Regions from separate parts of the Sus scrofa genome. Here region 1 is linked to region 2. The links are chromatin contacts, called in public Hi-C maps. All regions are on one chromosome and are shown on one strand. Each heading gives the region's core, a stretch centred on a gene start, on an enhancer-like site or on the middle of the called end of the contact. The rest is flanking DNA. Distances are from core to core; before and after follow the strand shown. Region 1 overlaps TES (testin LIM domain protein). Region 2 has its middle 59 kb from the start of CAV1.

Region 1 (6,223 bases), core at 2,057-4,556, 270 kb before region 2:
GAACACACTGCTTTGGTACTTGCCATTAAGACTCTCTGCCTTGAACACTGTAGGGACATCCTGTTTGGACTTATCTGTTATTTCTCAGTGTTCCGCATGTAGACCTGCAGTGACAGTTGTTGGCTCTGAGGGTTAACTAGAAGGTCATTCTCGGTTGTCTATCTTTGAAGTTCTCATTCTCAGTTTAATTTACCATCTGGAGAAATGCACTGAGCTTGTTCTCACATGAAAATGTTACCATCACAGTTTGAGCTCTAATCCTCTTTTCTTTGTATAATTGACTTAACAGGTATGTCAAGGATGCCACAATGCCATTGATCCAGAAGTACAGCGGGTGACCTATAACAACTTCAGTTGGCACGCGTCCACAGAATGCTTTCTGTGCTCTTGCTGCAGCAAGTGTCTCATTGGGCAGAAGTTCATGCCAGTAGAAGGGATGGTGTTCTGTTCAGTGGAGTGTAAGAAGATGATGTCTTAAGAGGAGAGCACCAAACAGTATTGAGCCATAGCTCTCCAGAGGGGTCTGCATTTCTACTGTAAAATGCAATTTGGAAAAATAAACAGAAAAAAAGAAACTCTAAAGGAAACCAGGAGATTTTGTTTAGTATCTTTCTTTGCTGTTTTACCAATTTTTTTTCTCATCACAATTTTTAAAACCTGCCTTAAGCATTTGATTTTTAAAATGGTAAAATATTTTACCTTTTCTTAGCTTTCTAGATGTAAAACCTTCTGAGTTGGAAGTTTGGGTTTGATCAGTCTTCATATTTCTACCCTCTTTGTGCCAACACAGTATATATGAAACATTTAAAAGCCAGTATTTGAATGGAAAGATAAGCATTTCATGTTCTGTATTCCTTTTCCGTTCTTCTATAAAAATGAAAAGGAAATTAAACTTGCCCTAATGTCAAGGCCTTACATTTATCACTTCATCTTATTCACTCAATTTTGTAGCATGATACATGGTGAATTCCTGTGACAGAGAAGATAGAAATGCAGCAAGTATGAAGAGCTTTTATCATTTTAATACCTATGCATTTGCTATTTCCTAACATAGGCAGAGGCGGCTTTATTGCATATCTCTATTTTTTTAATTTGCTCTACCTCTCAGTATTCTCTTCTAAGCTGGTGACCTCTATCTGTGGCCTTGAATATTTTATTGTCACTTGTGGCATCCACATTTTTTACTTTTATAAGTGATTTTTGGCTTGGACATAAAATAAGCCACTCATTTATATTGTCTTCAATCCAAAGAACAGCACACTTTTTGTATCCAGGAAGCTATATAATTTGTACTATTTTCACTAACCTGCTGTGATTTGGATGGACTTTTTGCTTGATTTTCATTCTTTTCTAATAGATACTGTCCTCTGACACCTATTCATGGGTATATATCAAATGTCTTTTTTGCCTGTATACTTCCATCCTTATGTATTTCTAATGTTTATTTTTCCCTATATATTTACATACATAGCTATGCAGTATGAAAATTAAATGGAGTGAATGATATGATATTATTATTCAAAATAAAATCTCTTTCACTTTAATGATTGTACCTCTATTCTTCATATCCCTTTCATTTGAGAGCAAAAAAAAAAAAAAAAAAAAAAAAAAATCCTTTTGCAATTAAGCACTTGTTACAGCAGGGGGCAGTGTTTCCAAAGATAAAAAATAGGCCTCCAAAATAAAGACAATTTCTAACGAGAAAGGACAGAAACTAGGCTTTTCATTATGGTGAAGGTATGTTTTATGAAACTTTATAATAAACTATTTAAATTCTTGGTTTTCAAGTTATGCAGGAGTTTTTTCTTTGCAAAAGAAGGAAAGTATCATTTTAATTGAAGTTTGGGAAAGCTATATTCTCTTGAGGTGAATCTAACAAGTATTACTCTTACACTCAAATTGCAGCTCTATTTGATTTTCTAAGAATTTTTTCATGGCAATATATTGAGGAAAGGAAGTGAACATGGAAGAGTAGTAGTTTCATTCTTCCTAATATTAGTAGGTCATGAGATTTTTTTTTTCCCCTCAGTCTGAACTATTTATATCATAGTGGGAGTAGCTCTTTTCTGTGACACATACCCAGAATAATTTGATTTTGATTTTTTCTTCAGCTCATGTTTGTTTGGCTAATAGTGCTTCCCCTAAATTCCATACCCCACTCTCCCATCCCTCCCACCTCACACTCACTAACATACATTTATTCCTTCTGCAGTATGCCTTCCCCAGCCATGAAAGTGTCTTTTAGAGCTTGAATACATGTCATTTTATCTAAAAAGTAATCTAATCCTGCATACAATTTTTAAATGCTAATGTCACAAATATCCATCACTGTCTATAAATAACATGTTATGCTTGTTCTCTTTCACTTTTATCTCAAGTGGCCACAGGTATATTTTCCATTGAATTTTTCCCACAAATTCCCAGACATGGTTAAGTAGGAATAAATTGAAACAATTTCTCTGCATGCTAGTAGATTACTCTTTTTTGGGGTGGTGGGAGCAGGATACAGAAATACCGTGGGCCAGGGATCAAACCTGTGCCACAGCAATGAACTGAGCTCTTACGGTGACAACACTGGATCCTTAATTCACTGCACTGAAAGGGAACTCCTAACAGGACTATTCTTCACATGTCTGCCAGTGCAGCCTCCACTCTTCTGGGGCCGAAATTGAATCAGGCTATTTTGGGGATATAGAGGCTCAAGAAATTTGGCTAAATCCATTATTCACCACCTGGGATACTGATTGCATATATATTAGGCATTTCCTAGAAGAATAAACTACTTTGCCTAGGAAATACAAAACCACTTGGTCTGACTCATTACCCTGACTTAGTTCAGCCTTGTAATGCAGCAGAATAAACTGTAATGAAATGTAATACAAGAGAATGTGCACCATTTTTAATTGCTAATCGAGTTTTAAAAAAAGGTCTTTCAAACCTCATTACTAATCATGAACTCATTCACAGAGTCTGCACATGTTCTGTTCAACTCTAGGCAGAAGAATTTTGCTCTTAACCTTTGAATACAATTGTAATTTTGAGAAATCAGTGAATTTTAGTTATCCAATCCCATTAAGAAATACAAGTTGCTCAAGAGACTCTAGTCGTATTTTTTGTATGGTATCTTTTTTACTTTTTTTATTTTTTTGGAAATGAGGGGCTAAGTGTTGTTTTTGCTCTCATCAACTCTAGCTGAAACTTCCGTGACTCTGAAGTCTTCTAGCATAGATTTCCAAATCTTACTCTGAAGTATTTCAGCTCCATTTTACCAAAGGCAAGAGATTCATTATTGACTCATTCTTAAGGAATTTCCAACATGCAATGTTTAAACTCATCCAACTTCACCATGGTTACCAAAGAGACACCACAGCCCAAGATCAGCATTAAGCCTTTGTCTCAAGATGCCCTGACATATATGAACTTGTCTAATTCCTCAGAAAACTTATGACTCCATCAATGTCTCCATAAAATAGCACTTTACCACAATTCTTACCATATATGCTCTGCCCCTCCCTGACCTCTCCTGATTTAAGTGCTCAATGACAACTCTGATAATTGTATTGAATATTCACATATATGAAAAGGACCCACTTGGATACCTGGGTGTATTTTCAGCATTTGAGCACTTTTGTATCTTCATGGGGGACAATACGTCTATTGTAGCTTCTGATAATGTATTTTGAAAAATTCAAAACACGATATCATTAACCTTTTATACTTATTTTAAATGGCATTTTATGCTGACATTTATGAAGGGTGCTATTGATTTTTCTTCAGTGATATGTCTCTCCAGGAATATCTTGACCTTCAGACAATAGCAAAAACAACCCACATCCAGTTATCTTTACTAGAGTCACCTATCACTGAATGAAAGGACATTCAAGTTGATGTTCCCATAACTAGTAACTGACTATGAAGGCAGAGTGTGTGGTATAGTTCAAAGGAGGGCTTGAGGTTAAAAATCTAGAGACCTTGCTAAGTCTCACTGATTCTCTCTTTCCTCAAAATTACACTGAGTAGGGTACAGGATAAGACTGTTGGATTTGAGGAGTCTAGGCAATAATAGGGCCAAAAGTGAGTTGGACATCTATGAATATGTTGAAGTGACCAAGAATAGCAGCAGGAAAACTGGTAGGGAGAAGAGTGAGCCAGAGGCTAAAGTTAGCAAAAAAAAATTAAGGAGTGTCCTGGAATTTGATAGAAGATGGCATCTAAGGGTAGAAATGGGCAGTAAGATCTGAGACCATGAGCTAGATATACTTAAAAGAGTTGTGACTGTGAGGGAATAAAGAGAAATTAGTGTTTGTAACAGTGGAGAATAAGGAAGATGCCTACCCATCGGCACTCTGAAATTCCCATATGGGAGAGAAACTAGCTGACCTCTGCTTGAAAGATCTTGAGGAATAACTGGGAATTAGTTGGAACAAGGTATAGCTGTTGATAATACAAGGAATTTTGAAGTTCACAGAACCTGAATTTCAGAGAACACAGAGGTAGTTAGGGAATGTAGGAAGGGATAGAACCAGATTAGGGGATTAACAAAGAAGAATGGATTTTAGGTTTCCAAATGAGACCAAAAAAAAAAAGCTAGATACCTGGAGTAAACAGGACTAAGAGGCATACCAAGTTTAATTTGCCAGAGAAGGGTGAGTTATCAATTAGGAATGTTTTTGGATGTAAATAACTAAAAACCCAACTAAGAGTGGCTTAAACACAAGACAGAATAGCCCAAACTGGGCTCAGAACAAGCTCTTTTTAATCTCTAGGCTCTGCTATCCTCTGTGTTGCATTCCATTCTCGGGTTTGTTCTTTCATTCAAGCACCACTCCCTCACATAACAGTATCCAAAATATAAAGCAAAAGAGAGGGGACAAAAAGTATTTCACTGTCTCAACAAAGAGAAAAATTTCCCAGGGAGACGCAGCAGTCTTACCCACCCTTCCATCTCATTGGCTAGAAGTAGTTCACATGCTCATCAGATGAAAAGAGAAGCACTAGCTATCACTGACTTAACTAATCATAATTCACACCCTGAGAGATGGGCACATGGCCACCTAAAACAAAATAATGTTCTGATACAGGAAGAGAAGAAATGGCTGTCAAATTGGCAAATGACAAAAACCTCTATGGTTCAATAACTGTTTAGAGCTCAGAGTCTCTATTCGAAAGGTATGGGGTGGCCTGGCAGCTATTAAGTTTTGAAGCTTTGGGTTTCTGCTGGCTTGTGAGATGAGACAGGGGTATCATTTGGGGGCATGTCTCTTAGGCAGGATGCCACTTACATGGCCAGAAATCATGTGGAGTCAGAGCAAGAGACCCTGTGAAGGTCTTGGGGAGACATTTCTGGATTTTGTTTAGTTTGCTCTCCCCACCATCTCTTTTTATCTATCCAATCCATTTTTTCTTCTTTGCTTTTTAGGGCTGCACCCACGGCATATGGAGGTTCCCAGGCTAGGGGTCCAGTCAGAGCTATAGCTGCCAGCCTACGCCACAGCCACAGCAACATCAGATCCAAGCCGCGTCTTTGACCTACACCAGAGCTCACAGCAACGCCAGATCTTTAACCCACTGAGTGAGGCCAGGGATTGAACACGCAACCTCATGGTTCCTAGTCAGATTTGTTTCTGCTGCACCATGACAGGAACTCCCCGATATACAATCCATTTCCAAGCCATGGAACACTGTTACTTCCTCTGTCAAGCTTGCTCACTCTCTCAGTTGCTCTCTTTCTCAACCTATAACTTATTCCTTGGTACCCCTACCATGGTGATTTCTCTGGCCATCTGAAACACTTACTTCAATCTGTCTCTGCCTACCACTCCAAAACCAGAACTAACATGTTAGTTGATAACCTGTTTCTCATCAGGGGTATCATTAGTTCTTAGTATGCCCTCCTTGATAGTCTTACCCTCATTCTAACTCAATGGTTCACAAACCTTAATGTGCTACAAAATCAACCAGAAGGCTTGCTAAATACATTACTGGATCCCACTCCCCAGAGTTTCTGAGTCTGGAATAAGGCTCTGATTATTTGTATTCCTAACAAGTTCCCAGGTAATGCTGATGCTGATGTCTGGGTCCACACTTTGAGAAATATTGTTCTAATTCATTCTAGTCTTCCACCAGAGTGCACTGCAAAGATGGCAGTCCTATTCTCCTTCTTAAAAATCTAATAATGATTTGGCCTCTTTTTTTCTAGTCATTTATATTTGCACACTGTTAT
Region 2 (6,504 bases), core at 1,734-4,233:
ACCATTTCTGCTTTCATGGTATCAGGTTGATATTCTTTAGAAAAATGACAAAAGGAATTACCCACCTGATAATAGAATGAGAATTTATAAGTAACACATTTAGGCATGTATAATTAATACATTTTTCCCAAGGAAATGGTAGACTCTTACTCTTCCACGTAAAATCTCAAAATCTAGGTCTTGGTTCTCTTTTCATAGGGCAAAAAGCATGGGTTAGATACAAAAAGAGGAGGGTTTTGTTTTGTTTTCTTTTCTTTTCTTTTTAAGTCAGGATAACTTTTATAAGACAAAAATTCTGAAAAAGACAAGGGCCTGGTTTTGATCCAGCCCAGCTGTGAAGGTCAGATACGGAATAGGGCACATGCAGCCCATGTGCAAGTAGGACACAACATCAGGGGAGGAGGTCAGGGGGCAATAAATAGAGCAGTGTCATTTGTCCTGGTCACCGATGTCTAAACCTGACTAATTCACCCATCATCAGTAGCCAAAGAAAGAAGCAACACATGTGACTGTGTACATGAAGAGCACCTGAGGTACTTTTCTCATGACTCTGTCCTTGCTCTCAGTCCATCCTCCCAGCTCTTGCCCATCTTATGAACCTGGCCTTTAGTGCAGTGGTTCTAAACCCCAGAAGCACATTAAAAACCACCCGGAGAGTTTGTAAAAATCCCAATGCTGAGTCCTCATCCCAGACTAAATAATGAGGATTTCTAGGTGCAAAGCCAGCTATTAGTCTGTTTTAAAGCTCCCTGGGCAACTGGTTTAAAATCATATGCCTGAGTTTGAAGTCTAGCAAAATCAGTGACCTATTCTAAGTCTCAGTTTCCTCATCTGTAAAATGATGATGATCACAGTGTCCGTACACATACTATATGTATATCATAAGGCTGTAGGAATTAAATGAGTTAATGCATGTCAAAATCTCAGCAAAGTTCTTAAATGTTAGCTCTTAACCAAGGATCTTCCTCCTGGCTTCCCAGTTTTGAACATCAGTACCTTCCAAATACTTAAGCTTTCCCTCATCCTGTGTACTCCTGTATTAAGCTGCTTTGGGACCAGGTCTGGGTGCTGTCTCTAACTCCAGGCTCTGCAGTTGGCACCTTGGCCCAGGCTCATCCCTGCCTACAGTAAGGGCTATTGGACAGGCACTGGAGGGTCCAACAGTGAAGAATACATCAGCAGACCGAGGACAGTTACAGGTTAGGTGACCAACTGTCCTGACTTGCACAGGACTAAGAAGTTCCCCAGGATATGGGAATTGCAATGCTAAAACTGAGACAGTCCGACACAACCCTAGATGTTTGGTCACCCTAGTTAGACCTTCAGGGAAGTCAATGCAGGCAAGAGTTATCTTTAAGGAAGTCAATTAGCAGGAAGTAGGGTTCTCAATGTTAGGCTCCACTTGTGAACAAGGATGAGGTTTAAGGAGAAAAGGGACTGCAAGGGCAAGGTAGACCCCAGCTCTAGAGATACCAGGCCAGTGCTTTTTAAGGAAAGCAAGAACCCAGTTAACAAATCTGGAATTCAAGAAGGCAATATTATAAGGTCAAGGCCCAACTAGAGCATAGGTGGCATGAATGTTGTACTAAAATTGCTTAAATCCTTAAGATTTCAATAAAACTGAACTATCTCGGCCCCAAGGAAAAGAAAGATGAAGATGCTGGCCAAAGCACTCTGCCCTGAACCATCAATTCTTGACCTCTTCTTTTTAACACTTCTTAAATTATGGTAAAATACACATAATATAAAAATTATCTTTTCATAAATTTGGGTTTTTTATTTGTTTGTTTATCACTAGGCTAGGGGTCAAATTGGAGCTGCAGCTGCAGGCCTACCTATACCACAGTCACAGCAACACTGTTCTGCATCTGCAACTTCTGCCACAGCTTATGGAAACACCAGATTCATAACCCGCTGAACAAGACCAGGGGTCAAACCCATATCCTCACAGACACTATGTCGGATCTTAATCCTCTGAACCACATGGAACTCCTTCTTCGTCAGTTTTAAGTGTACAGTTGAGTAGGGTTAAGTATATTCACATTGTCATGCTACTAATACCTAGAATCTCTAATCTCGAAAACTGAAATTATGTACCCATTAAGCAACAATTCATTTCCCACTCCCCCAGCTCCTGGCAACCACCATTGTAATTTCTGTTTCTATAAGTTTGGCTGCCCTAGATAGCTCATTTAAGCGGAATTATACAGCAGTGTCTTTTTGGGCCTGGCATATTTCACTCAATATAATGCTGCATCTATGTTGTAGCAGGTCAGAATTTCCTTCCTTGTTAAAGCTGAATGATAGTCTATGGTGTGTACATACTACATGTTGTTTATCCATTTGATGGAGAGTTGAATCACTTCCACCCTTTGGCTACTGTGAATAATGCTACTATGAACATGGGTTTACAAATATCTCTTAGAAACCCTGCTTTCAATTTTTATGGATACATACCAACATGTAGAATTGCCTTCATCTCTTCTTAAACTCTTATCCAGACATTCACGCCTCTTTGTAGGGAGCCACAGAGATTCTGTGGCTATTCTCAGAGAGACAAGAGCTTGCCACCCTTCCTATGGAACAGCTCCCCTCTGCTACCACCACCAAGGATGTAGTTGCTGCCTCTGCTATACCCTCAAATTCTTGGGATTAGGATATTAATTTTTTCTGTATGACCATCTATTCATTCATTTACTGAAGAAATACTGACTATGAAGCTGAAATATGAAAACTGAGAAGATGATGGCCAATGAAAAATGGTGGGGAGAAGAGCTTTCAGAGTCAAGCAAAAGGCAAGTGTGAAGATTTGCACCTGATTCATGTCCTCTCACCTTCCCTAATTTTCTACTACATGCTGTTCTACAATCAAGCCACATGCCCCTTGGCTTCAAACAGAATCAGTGACCTCACCTGGCACCTTCCTAATCCTTTGGCTGGAAAAGGTTTCTCCTGGACCTCCCGCCGACCCTCACCACCAGCTACAGCCACCTCATCACCTCCAGCAGCCTCATACTTTCTTATTTCCAATTCACAGCAGATGCTCTGAATTCAGTGACTCCTGGAAACAATGATTCTTCCTCTCTGCTCCCCAGTGGACTTGGGTGGGTTCTTTATCTTTCTCAAGTCTTCTGAGGTAGACAAGTACCACCCCCAAGGCAAAGGCCCCCTTGGAAACTCCTGTTCCTTAGGGGAAAACATTCCATTATCATTTTCTCTTTCTCTTTTCAAATTCCCCTTTGATAAATCATATTGGAACCCTATATAAGCCATTTTGCAGTATTTAACATTAATAACTCCTCCTACAATTACCCATGAATTATGTCTTCAACAGATAGGGGAAACTTTCCAGAGGAAGGTATGTTGCTAGTCACATTTAAAGGACAGCATCATAGTCTAGAATCACATCTTCTAATCTGCTCCTTTCTAACAAATCAAGAGAAATTAGCTTATTGATTTTATCATTCCAGTGTTTGTGGACATTTTAATAATATCTCTTGCTTTATTGTGCCAAAATCATTTCATTTTCAAGCAAAATGAAACAAAAAGCAGACATAGGTTCCATTTATATTGGTTCCTGAAAGCTAAAAATGAATCAGGAAATAGCTTATAGTGACTTTCAACCTAATAGTATGAAACTTCATCAATGTTTCCAAAATGCAGGTTTTAAAAAAGCTACCATTAGGGTTTAATATGTGTTCTGTGAATTCTAGTGCATAGACCGCCATCTACTGGGCATTTATGATAAAAACTAGCTAAACTGCTCAAGGACTAGGCACATTTAATAGCAAGCAGGATCTATAATAGAAAAATACATCACAAGTGTTATTAACTTTTACAAGATAAATATCTAAATGGATAAATGGAAAAAATATATAGAATATGCAGTCATAGCAATATTCATCTAGAAATACTTGTTACTAAGGAGTTTTCATTTGTCTCTCTGATGAATATGGAATAGCTGTCTGTGTTGATGCTAATAAAATGATTTTTGATGTTGCTGTGGCTGTGGCGTAGGCCGGCAGCTACAGCTCTGATTCGACCCCTAGCCTGGGAACCTCCATGCCACAGATGCAGCCCTGAAAATTTAAAGAAAAATGATTTTTTAAATGTGGTTCCTTGATATGGCAGAAAGTAGAGATAATTCATATCATGCTTCCTTGTGGTAAAGTCAAAGTAAATATGTAGAATTTCTCTTTTTTCCAAAATGATTATAGAATAAGACATTCTGTCCAATAATACATTATGAAAATATACATTTTAAGCATCTGTACAATTATGTAAATCTACAGAACTTACCATTTTCTAAGAAACTGAACTCACATCACATTCACAATGCTGAATTTTTCATAATTAGTTCAATCTTCATTTTAGAAGGTAGTTCAGGGTTTTGTAGTAGTACCTTGTGATCATTGTTGAAACATTAATTTTTTATAATATTGTAAAAAATAAACTTAGTTAAGCTTTGGTATGTTGTTACTCTGGATAGATAAGTTGTATTCTTTTACAACATGGCATAAAAAAATACAAGGGTTTTGTATTTTTAAATGTACGAAGTAACTAGTGATGAATATTTGACACACATATGGAAGTGGCAAGGTGGGTTTTTTGCACAGTAATTTTATTTTTTTATTTATTTATTTTTTTGTTGTTGTTGTCTTTTTGCTATTTCTTTGGGCCGCTCCCACGGCATATGGAGGTTCCCAGGCTAGGGGTCCAATCGGAGCTGTAGCCACTGGCCTACGCCAGAGCCACAGCAACGCGGGATCCGAGCCGCGTCTGCAACCTACACCACAGCTCACGGCAACGCCGGATCATTAACCCACTGTTTGTTTTTTGTTTTTTGTTTTTTGTTTTTTTTTTTGTCTTTTTGCTATTTCTTTTGCACAGTAATTTTATAATAAGGCAGAATTTAGGGTACAGCAGGCTTAGGTATGGAAAAGATAAAATTCATTATAGATGTTACAACCAAATTTTATAAGTCACATATTATTTTTCTACTTATCATGGACCAGATCTTCCCATGCATATGCACATTGTTAGAGAGGTTCTTTCAATAACAATATAATAAGCTATTTCTAGTCACCCTAAATCTTAAAAAAAAAATGTGTATAAATGTACATGTATACATGTTTGCGAATTAGTATGTGTCATGTATATGTCTGTGTATTTTTTGTGTGTATTTGTGTTCATGTGTGTGTGTGTGTGTTGGAGAAGTTATCTGGGTAAAAGTAAAGGTCTTCTATGGGGTAAAATTAAAGTATCTTCCATGATGTCAATAATAGAAGTCAAGACAGATTATATGCTAATGAAAGAGTTTGATGAGTGGGTTTAATTTTAACTGCAAGACCACAAAAGAAAGTATATCTAATGATAAATAATTTTGAATGAATTCAATGGGATGAGGTTTCTATTCAAAATCCTTCAGATTTTTAAAAAGCTAAAATTTAACTTAAATAACATTTTAAAAAAACTAAGTATTTATTTCTCTGTGGACACCATTATAAAAAGAAAATTATATACTTAGTTATCTCATGGGACACAAGTTTTTTTTTAACCTGAACTCTCAAATGCAAAAAAAAAATAATTATAATAAGTTTAGAAAAATAACTGTAGGGGGTTAGACACTGAAATTCACATTTACTAAGTATCACTAAGTGTTCTCAATGTTTTTTCATGTTTTAATCCTTGTTTGTGAGGCAGAAAGAATATCTTTGCTTTATTTTAATTCAATTAAACCAGACCTACATAGCTGAAACCATGACAGAAAATACAATTACGGAATAGACCCTAAAGGGCTTGCATGGTGAATTCTGGCAAAAAAAAAAAAAAAAATGGGACTGGTGAGTGTGAAATAACAAGAGTAATGTACAGCCAATCTGCATAGAAAGCAAATTAAGTATATTTGGTGAATACCACCGCAAATTCATTGAGAAGTTCCCATATTTCCTATACTCTATAAATCTGTATTGTCCAAGATGATAGCCACTAGTCATATGTGACTATTAAAATTTAAATCAAACTTACATTAAATAAAATTAAAATTTAGTTCTTCGGTCTCACTAGCTACATTTTAAGTGTTAAGTATTGAGCAATGCAGATATAGAACATTTCCATCATCACAAAATCATTAAAATCCTATTTTAGTTCTTTGTTATAACTCATAAGATCAGTTTTTATTTTTTAAGCAAATAAATAACAATACTCCTCCAACTAATTGTTTTAATTACTAATATATTGGGAATATATTCCAAGCTTCTGAATGGAGTTGGCATATATATCCACTGCTTTAAAAAGATATCTCACAGTGTACTAGAGTTTGAAAGGGCCTAGAGATAAGTAAAATATTACATCACTCTCATTTTACCAATGTGGGCACTCAGACAGACTTGAAAAGGAAAATAGTTTGCACAAGAACACAGGAATTAGCCAGTTCTACATCTAGAACCCAGCCTTCTGACTTCAAATTCTATTGTGCAATTTGCATGTAAAAGAGTAAGCTGA

The links. Hi-C and Micro-C count contacts between places; a contact is called where the count stands out from the background.
Region 1: a Hi-C map of omental adipose tissue shows a contact between it and region 2, with 5 times the contacts expected there. The contact joins two enhancer-like sites. A contact is called at or near these places in 1 of 5 promoter capture datasets (liver), 30 of 47 Hi-C or Micro-C datasets (adipocytes, adipose tissue, alveolar macrophages and 18 more) and 2 of 2 datasets of contacts at active chromatin or transcription factors (alveolar macrophages and skeletal muscle).

The regions. Positions count from the first base shown.
Region 1 is chr18:29,891,199-29,897,421 of Sscrofa11.1, reverse strand. It overlaps TES (testin LIM domain protein), which reads left to right. Exons shown (of 7, transcript NM_001123200.1): 7 at 290-1,544. The coding sequence ends at 478. Among named protein-coding and RNA genes, the nearest start is that of TES, 42 kb to the left of the region's middle. Within about 2 kb of position 3,306, at least 7 of the 83 cell types and tissues checked have an H3K27ac peak or open chromatin away from gene starts, as enhancers often do. A contact at or near this core is called in omental adipose tissue, where this site is marked.
Region 2 is chr18:29,620,535-29,627,038 of Sscrofa11.1, reverse strand. No RefSeq gene overlaps it. Among named protein-coding and RNA genes, the nearest start is that of CAV1, 59 kb to the left of the region's middle. Within about 2 kb of position 2,983, at least 2 of the 83 cell types and tissues checked have an H3K27ac peak or open chromatin away from gene starts, as enhancers often do. A contact at or near this core is called in omental adipose tissue, where this site is marked.